Regions from separate parts of the Callithrix jacchus genome. Here region 2 is linked to region 1. The links are chromatin contacts, called in public Hi-C maps. All regions are on one chromosome and are shown on one strand. Each heading gives the region's core, a stretch centred on a gene start, on an enhancer-like site or on the middle of the called end of the contact. The rest is flanking DNA. Distances are from core to core; before and after follow the strand shown. Region 1 overlaps MAP3K1 (mitogen-activated protein kinase kinase kinase 1). Region 2 has its middle 35 kb from the start of ANKRD55.

Region 1 (5,539 bases), core at 330-2,829:
TGGGAAGGTTTGAGACTTGCCAAGTGCTGAATCATGTTTATGCTTAGGTTGTGTTTCTACACCTGCCTTAGGTAGTGTTTCTACACCTGGTTTTGGGGGCATAAACTCCCTCCAAGAATCCTAGCTACCCTAGTCAATCCACTGGAAGATGGGTTTACTGCCAAGCAAACGCCACCTACTAAGAAATCAAAGTGAAAAAAGATTCTTGGAATTGAATGGGAGAAAACAAAACCTCTTCATTCAGTAGGTGGCACTCTTTCCTTAAAAATGTTAACTCAGGCAACTATTAATATCAAAGATGTCATCTGCCCACTAATCAGTTGAAAGAGAAGGCACATTAACTCCAACATCCTGTCCTAAATATAGTCTGAATCATTAATGTCTTCCTAAATAATGTCTTCCTCATTTCAATGAGATCCTGAAGTTGTTCATAAATATGCCAATTTCTTTTCACTATAGCAAAAGCTACAATTTCACAGAACCAAATAATTGCATTTATTTTAAACTGGCAGGTTTTGACTTATGACTTTTCTTAGTATATGCTTTAAAAGACATTCATCATAACTGTTGTCTAATTTTAATGATTTCAGAGATAAAAGACAATTTGAATGGAAATGGGGCAAAGAACTGTACTTGTAATACAGGAACTGTATTACTCCATTTTAAAACAAGACAGTAGCTCTTTTTCATAAGCATGCATATGTATATTCTTTTTAAAAGCAGCTTTGACTCAATTTTTTATCACTCTGACTGATACTGGACTAAAGTCATCAACCTGAAAACTTTTAAACTGAAAAATGAAAACAAGACTAACAGCTAATAAAATGTGAGTTTGCTATTTTATGTTCTATATAAAATGTGAGTCAATAAATATGTACCGAATAAAACCAAACACCAAAATTTGACTGGCTTCTAGTCAGGTGCACACGCTGACCAAGCTGAAATGCGATGCCTAGCCTACAGAAGAACCAAAAAATAAAAATAAAACCTCCGATTTATCTAATTTTCCTTAGGCGTATTTCTTGGTGTCAGTACTCTGTAGGGTCCACCTCATTACTGAAGCTCTAGGGTTACCTCCCTTGGAGAAACCATCCCAGGTGCTGCCTTCACCTTCCCCCACTGGCCACGTCCCCTAAAACTCGGTGTGAAGAAGTCTTCCTCAGTCCTTGCTCAGCAAAGAGCACTGCTATAATAGCCTCTTATCTGTTTCCCACTCTTGACTGTGAGATCCTTGAGGACGGAAATGGGTTTCAAGTTTATGTCTGCTGCCCTAGCAGAAAGCTTGGCACAAGGGTGGTAGTCAATACATATGTACCGAATAAAAGAATGGACTGATCTTTTTCCCCTTGGACTTTTACTTGAGAACAAGGCCTTTGTCTTACTCATCTTTCATCCAGCCGTACTGACTCCCAAATGCCCAGTATTGTACACAGAAGGCTGTGAGGAAGCAATGCCTTTTCAATATGAGCCTAGATCTACACCAGAAAGATCTCCAAGATGTAAGTAAGCTTCACTGAGGCCTTTGTGTATGCCAAGTATCTACTGTTAGTCCTGGGGCACTGCAGAAAGAGAGAATAGCTTCCACACCACTCTTGGGAAAAATGACAGCTTTCAACCCCAGGAAAAGACTAAGAGATGGTCAGTAAAGAAGCTAAGAACCATGAGTCTAGATTCATACATATTTCAGTGAAAACATAACTTAGGAACTTACCCACGTCTATAATTTCGTTAATGGCTGTTGATTTTTCCTGTGTTTAGGAGCAATAAAATGCCTTGAAAAAAAACCCTTAGAGATTCAAAGATTTTGTGGCTGGGAGGGGAGACTCAGAAGCCAGAAGGGGCATCCTACAGGGAAGCAACCTGAGAGGAAGAAAGGGAACTGGCTGAGGGGGGTCAGTGAATAGGCATGTCTCAGGGGCAGTGCTGGAACTCTGTATCCAGATTCCTCACACACAGATTCTCCTAGCTTGGTGGGGGAATACTGCTGGCAGGATACATGTGAAATCAGAGCATAAGCAAGAAAAATGGGGCATCTATTTTCTAGTGTGACAATTTTATTCCAACATTTGTGAGAGGGGTGCCCCATGATGGTTTTATGTTAAAGATATAAAGGTGGCTAAAATACAAAATTCAAATGGATTAAGGTAAATCAAAAGACTTGAGACATGAATCAATTTTGTTCACTGTTCCAAGTAAGCATTACTAGGATGACAGTCTGCACGGACACTCCTGGGTCCCTTTCCTTCAGTCCTCTAAAAGAAGTGTGCTGGGTGGATGGGGCCAAAATGTTTGACAATAGGCTGAAGCAGCTGTTCTCAGCAACTCTGCCATCATAATATGACAGTCACATACACAAGACAAAACTTCAGTAAACTGTTTAGGGAGTGCCACAACAACTAGCCATATATAAATAACAGGTCACCCCCAATCCAAAGCAGAAGCAAGATAAACTGCAAAAATGCCAAAGTATTAATCACGTACCTACCACTTTCCATCCAAGAAAGGCTATCAGTATGCAAGAGAATAAGTAACATCTAAAATGGGTATTTCTAAATAGGTCTGAAATTAATTTTTCTAAAAACTAATCACTTTAAAACTTTGACATTTCATTATTACCAAAACAGTACTTTTCAATTACCTCCCCCAGTGCACTGCCACACCTATGTCATCAACACCAAAATCTGACTGGCTGCTAGTCAGGTACACATGCTGACCAAGTTGAAATATGGAGAGAGAGAGTATTTCTGAGGCATTTAAAAGCGACAATTAGGAAGTGGGTAGATGAACACAAGAGCCACTCAGAGGGTCGGACAGAAAACAATTCTCAGAACGACTTGCGACAGGGATGGTCTCTTAGAGGAACTGCTCACATCAACCTTGTAGTCGAGTCCACAAACCAAGCAGAAACCATGAAATGGGTTCTGAGCACACTTATAAACATGTTTTCGTTAAAATGTTATCTCTCTGAAAGCAGGGAGTTTTGTCTGTTTCATCACTGCCATCTTCCTAGTGTCCGCATATAGCCAATTCTTTTCAAAATTTGTTGAATGTTTTGCTGTATCACAAGCTACAATAATTTAAACAAAGAGAACACAAACATTCCTATCTACAAATTTCCTATTTCAAAAGCATAGCAAGCTTTTCATTACAGACTGGCTTCCTATTAACCATCAATCAACCCCCTCCAAACTGCCTTCTCCTTGAGAAATGACAACATTTCAAAAAACCATGCTCACTACACTTTAACCACAAATAAAACTTTTTCCTCTCTGTGCCATCTCTTCAGCTTGTAAAACTCCCCCCCCTTTCACCTTAAAACAAAAAACCACCAAACTCCAAAATGCTTCATCTTTACAAACACTCTGGCTTCTACTTCTCTCCCATCTCCCTCCTCCTCCAGGTTTCTCCAGAGTTGCCTATGCTTTCGCACCTCCCCTTCATCCCTTAATGAAGTATATCCTGCTCCCAGCACTTATTTTACTAACCTGTCCTCTGTAGCCCTCAGCCAGCAGCATTGCTACTGCGGACCACTGGTTCCTTGGAAAAGGCCTTCTTCCTGCCTTCCTGTCTCCTAACCTGCAGTCTCTCAGGCTCCTCAGTGGGATCTTCTTCAGATCTTTTCCAGGAAATACTGGCACTCCTCAGGGAGGAAGCTGAGCTAATATTTCCCTGCTACCCTTTCTAAGGTATGGATATGAGCCTGGACCTACCTATCAAGGAGTTAAGATTGCCAACAGAACTATCATTCACTTCTCAATCTTTAATATTCATCCCAGATTCTAAGCCATCTAAGGTTCAATGGAGCAAAGGTATCACTGGAGAGAAACAATAGAGGCCATGAAACTTCAAGCCTGCATGCGGAATTACCATTAATAATTAATTTGTATAAAATAACTAAATTAAGCTACTTGTAAGTATTATTACTTAGTATTACTTATAAGTAATAAGATAAAATTAAGTGTCTTATTTTATACAAGTTATTCTCTTAAAAGCTGTATATAAATAAAATATACATAATAAAATCATTTTCAGGAGTGTGACACCATCACCCTTGGTATTCTGGCTGGGGTGTCAACTCACATTTTAATTTAAAAAGCTTTATTAAAGCACAACAATATTTCTCTCACCTTTTTTTTTTCTTCTTCTTTTTTTTCTGAGACAGACTCTCCACTCTGTTGCCCAGGATGGAGTGCAGTGGTGCCATCTTGGCTCACTGCAACCTCCCTCTCCCAGGTTCAAGCCATTCTCCTGCCTCAGACTCCCGAGTAGCTGGGATTACAGGTGCCTGCCACCATGCCCGGCTAATTTTTTGTATTTTTAGTATAGATGGGGTTTAACCATGTTGGCCAGGCTGGTCTCAAACTCCTGACCTGATGATGATCTGCCCACAAGCACAATTAATAGGCAATATTCACCAAGCTGTCCTCATATCCAGCATACACATAGAATCCTGTCAAATCCAGGTAGAACCTACAACTACCCTTTAGTTTCCTCCAAGAGTTTCTTATGAAATTAGCTATAAGTAATTAATAGCTAGCTAGAGAACACAATAATTAAACTCTCTTTTTACCTTCCCTGGCTCCAGCATATACCTGGGGCTCACTCAGTTCCCAGCACAGTACATACACATAGGAAAGTATGTCAGTAAACACATATTGAGCTGAAGTGATAGTGTTTAAGTTTCCATCCATAAGCAGCTCACACAAAAGACTTGTGAGATAGCAAACTATTAGTATTGGAAAAAAAATAATGGCTGGTCAGAGATACAGGTAAAGATAAAGATATTTATCTTGCCTTGAAGGAGATTTCAGTTTTACCTGAGTGACCTTTCTATAAACTAAAAGATAATCTCCTTTGTTGAGAAGGCATAGGGGTCAGGCAGATTACTGAATTCTCTCAGAGCCACTAAGCTCTTTTAATAATTATCAAAGAAGGTACCTGCCAAACACAAAATAAAGGCCCCACATGTGACAGACAGGCATTCGTTAACTTATTTCACTAGTAAAGAACAACCACTAGTGAGACAATAAATGAACAGAAGTCCATCTAGGCATAACTTAATACTAGATGCTAGCTTTAGATATCATCTTTACTCAAATTAATAAAAGGACATTTTAACCAACCAAGAATAATTACCAAGAATAATTATTTTAATTAAAACACAATAATTAAAAGAATGCCAAAGTATGAAATAAGACTAAATTTAAAATAACTGGAAATGAAAACTAGCTCCCCGCCCAGACCCATTTGTAAAGAGCTTTAAGAAGTATGTCTTGTTGTAAAGACATACATTTCAAAATGCCCAAGGTACTGCAGGAAGCTCCCTGGAGGCATGCACAGAGACACTCAGGTGTGAGCTGAGGCGCTGAGGAGGAGGGAGTGTGTCCACAGACAGTAGCAGGAGTGTTTGCTCTCCCCTTACCACTGTGCAAGGCTACACAGGCCGCCTCAGTTTCTGAGATATTCCCACCAACTGTGAAGCATGTAAGACAGTCTGGGCAGGCCCCCTGTGAAGTACTCCAAAACTTAACAACTACTG
Region 2 (5,773 bases), core at 1,649-4,148, 570 kb after region 1:
GGACATCCATGTTGTTGATGATGAAGTTATTTCTGTTTCTTAGATTTTCTTCTAACAGTCTGGCCCCTCTGCTGTAGGACTGCTGAGGTCCACTCCAGGCCCTGCTTGCCTGGGGATCACCTGCAGTAGCTGCAGAACAGTAAGGGTTGCTACCAGTTTCTTCTTCTGCTATCTTTATCTTAGAATGATGCTCACCAAATGTCAGTCTGATCAGTCTTTTGTGAGGTGACTCTTTGGATATATGGGGGTCAGAGAGCTGCTTGAGGAGACAGTCTGTTCTTTATAGGAGCTCAAGTGTTGAGCTGTGAGCTCAGTTTTTCATTAAGAGCTGCTAGGCAGGTAGCACCTGCAGCAGAACTCATAAACCACCTTTTTCTCCCCAGGTGCTCTGTCCTGGGGAGTTAGGGCTTTATTTATAATTATCCGCTGTGCGGCTGCCTTTTTTTTGGGGGGGGGGGCTGCCCTGCCCAGCAAGGAGGCAATCTAGTCTCTGTCTGCCTGCAGAGACTTTGCTGAGCTGTTGTGGGTTCCGCCCTGCTGCTGGGTTCCACCCTGCTGTCATGTGAGCTTCCCTGCACTCCTGTTTATATGGGTGTAGTTAGAACTGCCTCGGCAATGCTGGCCCACCTCTGTAATGGCAGACTCTCTCTGTTACGGCGGATTGCCTTGGCAATGGCAGGCTGCCTCGGCAATGGCGGACTACCTCCGTAGGGGTGGAGTGCCTCCGTAATGGTGGACGCCCCTCCCCCACTGAGCTGCACCATCCTGGGTTCAGCTGTGCTTGCCCTGAAACTCTCAACCCTGAGTGTTTCCAATTGCTGTTTTGTTTGTTTTTGTGGGGGTGGGACCTGCCGAGCTTGATCACCTGGCTCCCTGCCTCAGAGCCTTCTTTTTTTTTTTTTTAAGTTGAATGGTTGACTCTCTCCCAGGTGTTCCAGTCGCCTGCTGAAAGGGTGCCGGGATCTGTGTGATATCCCCTGCGGTGACCCACTGCGCTGGCTGAAACAACGGCGCTGCCTGGGAATCTCCTGGCCTGTCTCCCTGTTTCAGACCCGTTTAATCAGGTGAATGGGTGAATCTGCCTTCCCAGACCACCAATTGCCAGCTTAAAAGGGCAACCAGACCAGTGTATTTTGTACGGAGAGTCGCCACATTGCAGTGCCAGCAAACAGCTGCGCCAGCTGAAACAGCTGCACTAGCCAAAACAGCCACGCTGGTGACCTGTAGGGCTCCTCCACCTGGGAATCTCCTGGTCTGTGGGTAATAAAGATCCATCTGGAAATGCAGCGTCCACTCACCCTCTGCGCTTTCTCTGGGAGCTGCAATCCTGAGCTGCTCCTAAAGGGCCATCTTGGATTGAACCTATCCAATGTTTTATTTATCTAACCCCACATAGTGCAAACTCTAAAATTACACCAAAACTTGTCATTGTAATCCCGTAGACCACAGGGTTCATTCTAGCTTTCTCCTTTTCTGTATTTATTACTTTCTTTTCTCACAGTGAGAAACCTGGCTCCCACCGCCTCATTATAATGACTTACTTTCTCAGCCCTCCTGCCTAAAGCTTTTACTGCATCTCTCAAGCACAGAGAGCTGCCACCCCCATTTAGCCATCTTCCTTGCATGGCCAGAAACCCCATGGAGCCAATAATCTATTTGAAAACATTTCATTAATGATAAAAATATATACTGTGATCTAATGACTTGAACCTATTTCCCTTGCAGAAAGTGCTGCAAATGTTATAATACAGCAAACTCCTTGAGCATGTGTGTCTTCCAGTAATTTTGATAGACTGGCCAGACTGAAAGGTAGTCTATGGAAGTGACAGTGTTTCCTCTAAGGAAAGCTAACTTTATGCTTTTAAATCCATGAGTTGTACATGTACAGGACATGAGCAAACACATATTGTTCAACAATTCCTGGTGGCCACTGTTTTTATTCTGGAGTTTTGCTTCATAAAAATGATAAATCTGATGTTATAAACTCTTTAAGAAAGCTCACATTTTTCCTAAGATCAAAATTGAAAGGAAAAAGAGGGTGCATGGCTTCGTGGGCCACTTAGCATTGCAATTCAACTGTTAAAAATTACAAACAAAAATTGTATTTAATTTCTTGCTTGCCCTTAATAGGAAAGGTATCTTTACAGGATTGTTGACTATAGTTTCTGGAATAGTTCATACTGGAAGATCCTCTCAGCTAATCAGACACTGTTCCTTTTTCATTTCACTAGATGTATTGTGGCCTGAGCATGAATATACATGGTGCCAAGTAATTTCGTTTTGTTTTTCTTTTTTTTCTTCTTCTTTTTGAGTTAAGGTCTTGCTCTGTCACTCAGGCTGGAGTGCAGTGGCACAATCATGGCTCACTGCAACCTCAAGGGCTTAAGTGATCTTCCTGCCTCAGCCTCCCAGGTAGCTGGTGTGTGCCACCACACCCAGCTAAATTTTTTCATTTTGTATAGAGCCCAGTCCCACTATGTTGCCCAGACTGGTCTCAAATTCCTGGGCTCAAGTGATCCTCCCACCTCAGCCTCCCAAACTGTTGGGATTATAGGCATGAGCCACCAGGCCTGACCAGCAGATTACTCTTAAACCTGTCCTGGGGTCATGGTGTACTCACAGTGTTTAACAGTCAGCTTTCTGGGATGCTGCAGGAAGGGGCATAGTTCTGATTTGCCAGTGCCCATTTTTGTAGCATAAATACTCCCACCGTGGCCAGCATCAAGCTGCCAACATGACATCACTTAACTAGGGGCTAGGAAGAGATTGCACAACTGGCTCTCATGAGCTTGTGTGAGCCACCTCCAGTCTGGATGCCCACGTGTACCTATACACCAAGCAGACCCACCCACTTAAGCACTGACTCCAAACTGCCAGTGATCTAACACAAAGTTCTGCACACTCGTGAGATAAGGGTTCAGGAAATCGGCTATAGCCCTTGATTTCGAGTGTTCGCAAGCTTAACTCAGACGACTGTCCTGTATCCATGATCGGCTGAGAGATTCTTGCCGGGAGCAAGAGAAATGGGAAGAAAACAAGTGAAAGAAAAAATCAGCAAACTATCTTGAAGTCAAAACCGAGCTTGCAGTAAAGCGTAGAGGTCAACCACCTCCCGTGTTTCCACAGTTCTGCTCTGCCTGGAGGGAAGTGTCAGATTTAAAGGAGGTCCAGCTGGTCTCCCGGGAGCAGGATTTGCCGGCTGAAGGTTAAAGTTGCTCTAAGCCATGGAGCACCTCTGACCCCCACTGGCTGCTGTGATGCATTGCATCTCGGAGATGGCCAAGGCCCCTCAGGATGCTGCCCTTTCCTAACCACAGGTGACCAGTTTCTCCTTTGCTATATTGTCAGGACATTCTACCAAGTGCCATCCATTTCTCACCCATCTCCTTTGAAACCGTTTTGCTCTTTATTTACTTCTCCTCTGGGATGGTAGATATTTCTAAGTCATTGTATAATGCATGGATTTTATTTTCATTTTCGTTTGATCAGAAAACGAGTCAAGAGAAGATATGGGGTTGTTGCATATGTGGTTAATTTTCACTTCTCTATCTCATCCTTTTGGTGGCAAATGCCAGGAGCTGCTTCTTTTTGTATAAGAAGTCCTTCGCCACCTATTCTGTGTCATCATCTGAAGCGCATGCTCTCTTGTGGTCCCTTTGTTGAGCAAGAGCACCAGCCACAGCAACAAAACATGCCCCACGTCTCTGGAGGGAGCCTGGGTAGTAATGAACACTAGAGCCAATGGACCACAAAGCCCAATCCGTAATCAGAGGGCTGCATCAATTGCGCACACTCAAGTGTCTGATTCCATCAGTTCACTTTGGTATCTGTATGGTGTCTCTCTATTTGTATGATACCTTGGCAATCTGACTCATGAATTAGGCCAAACCAAAGCAAGCTGGGGGAAAGGCAGTGTATTTATGGGGAAGGAACCTGCCTTCCAGTGGGTTTGCTCCACTGATTTCCGGCCTTGTTCTAAAAACAAAACAATGGTTGTACATTGCAGGTATTCCTCAAAGGAGTTATTTTTTCCATCACCCTGTATTACATTAATTTTGATTTTGCATCTACTCTCATCGTGTTAGATCATAACCTGAGTGTGACTTCCATTTGCTGAGCAAGAAGAGTCTTGCCTCACTATGTATCACTTTCAAATATGAAATTCTGGGCTTCTTATTCTAAAGAACTGATTTCTGCTCTTGTTTCTCATGGCCAGCAGAGGGACTCCAGAGTAACCCTCAGACAGAGCATGAGATTAGGCCACTTTGTGGTGGTGAAAGATCCCCCAGCTCTCTAGGGAAGTGACATTTAACCCTAGGGTTTCCCAGCACACATACAAAAGGCTTAAGAAATAGAGCCAGGTCTCTCAGGACCACAGGTAACAATAATCTTTACCTGGGGCTGAGAAGAGCTTTGCAATCACATCTACCCCTGTCAGGGAGAAAGAAAGCAGGTTAGTGCTTCTTTTAAGAACTGTGAAAACTGAAGGAGAAAAGAAGCAGAACCCCGGATGGGAGCCATTATGCCTTGACATTGCAGCTCTTCAGAGCCACTGAGAGGTGCTATTTGGGAGACCAAGGACCAACTCAGCTCATTACATTTTCTTGGCTGATAAACTTTACAAATGTCCTAGTCATCACTAAAATTATTTTGTCACTTGTCATATTTTTCTCCTTTTTTGTTTGTGTTTTTTTCCCAATCTTATAGACAATGAGTAAATTGTATAGGAAAAAACTCTTCGTTTTAATAAAATGTGTATTATAGCCGAGCACAGTGGCCCACGCCTGTAACCCCAGCACTTTGGAAGGCCAAGGCAGGCAAATCACTTGAGCTCAGGAGTTTGAGATCAGCCTGGACAACATGGCAAAACTCTGTCTCTGAAAAAAAAAAAATCATACAAATTAGCCAGGTGTGATGGGTGTGGTGGCACATGCCTGTAGTCCTAACCACGTGGGAGGCTGAGGTGCAAGGGTCACTTGAGCCCAGGAGGTCAAGGCTGCAGTTAGCCGAGATCACACCACTGCTCTCCAGCCTGGGTGACAGTGAGACCCTGTCTCAAAAAATTAAATAAAATGTATATTACAGTCAGATGGGCTACTCTATGAATTCTGAATGGGCCACTGTCTTTAATCAGAAAGCTTTGTGGAGATTCTTGGCACATGGCAATGGCACCCTTAATCAGTGTCTATGTGGCTTTGCTAAAAATTAACTTGAAGATCGGTTTAATTTCTTAATACTAGACAAAACTGATCAAGCAATAAAAAGTTGTGATGTACCTATCATGTTCTGGGAGAATATATGGCAATGCAAGGGTTGCAAGGAAACATAAGACAAAGTCTCTGAATATAAGAAGCTGACTATCTACCTAGGAAGATACGGCCCAGTCCAATACAAGCAACAAAGAAGTATCAAGTCACCTCTTTACTGATAATACTGATCATGATAGTAATAGTAACAGTGCACTGAGTGCTGAGTGTTTACTCTGTTCCAAACACTGCTAAATGCTTTATATAAATTATATTGTTGAATCCTCAAGACAACTTTATTAAGTAAGTACTATTATTATTGCCACTTTAGGGATAAGGAAACCAACCTTATCCTTAAATCATTTGGTTCCAGGCTGTCTGACACCAAAGACCATGCCTTTAAATATCCAGCGATCTATAATGCCTCATAAGCACAAAGGCAGTTCAAAGTGAGGAAATCAGCATGGGCTGGATGAGCCCTTCATGGAAGAGGGATCCTGGAGATGTGGATGTGGTTCAGGGTCAAG

Evidence for each region. Hi-C and Micro-C count contacts between places; a contact is called where the count stands out from the background.
Region 2: a Hi-C map of induced pluripotent stem cells shows a contact between it and region 1, with 7 times the contacts expected there. The contact joins two enhancer-like sites. A contact is called at or near these places in 3 of 3 Hi-C or Micro-C datasets (induced pluripotent stem cells and skeletal muscle).

Annotation. Positions count from the first base shown.
Region 1 is chr2:153,040,147-153,045,685 of calJac240_pri, forward strand. The region is part of intron 1 of MAP3K1 (mitogen-activated protein kinase kinase kinase 1); the gene reads right to left. Among named protein-coding and RNA genes, the nearest start is that of MAP3K1, 23 kb to the right of the region's middle. Within about 2 kb of position 1,580, at least 3 of the 16 cell types and tissues checked have an H3K27ac peak or open chromatin away from gene starts, as enhancers often do.
Region 2 is chr2:153,610,938-153,616,710 of calJac240_pri, forward strand. No RefSeq gene overlaps it. Among named protein-coding and RNA genes, the nearest start is that of ANKRD55, 35 kb to the right of the region's middle. Within about 2 kb of position 2,899, at least 3 of the 16 cell types and tissues checked have an H3K27ac peak or open chromatin away from gene starts, as enhancers often do.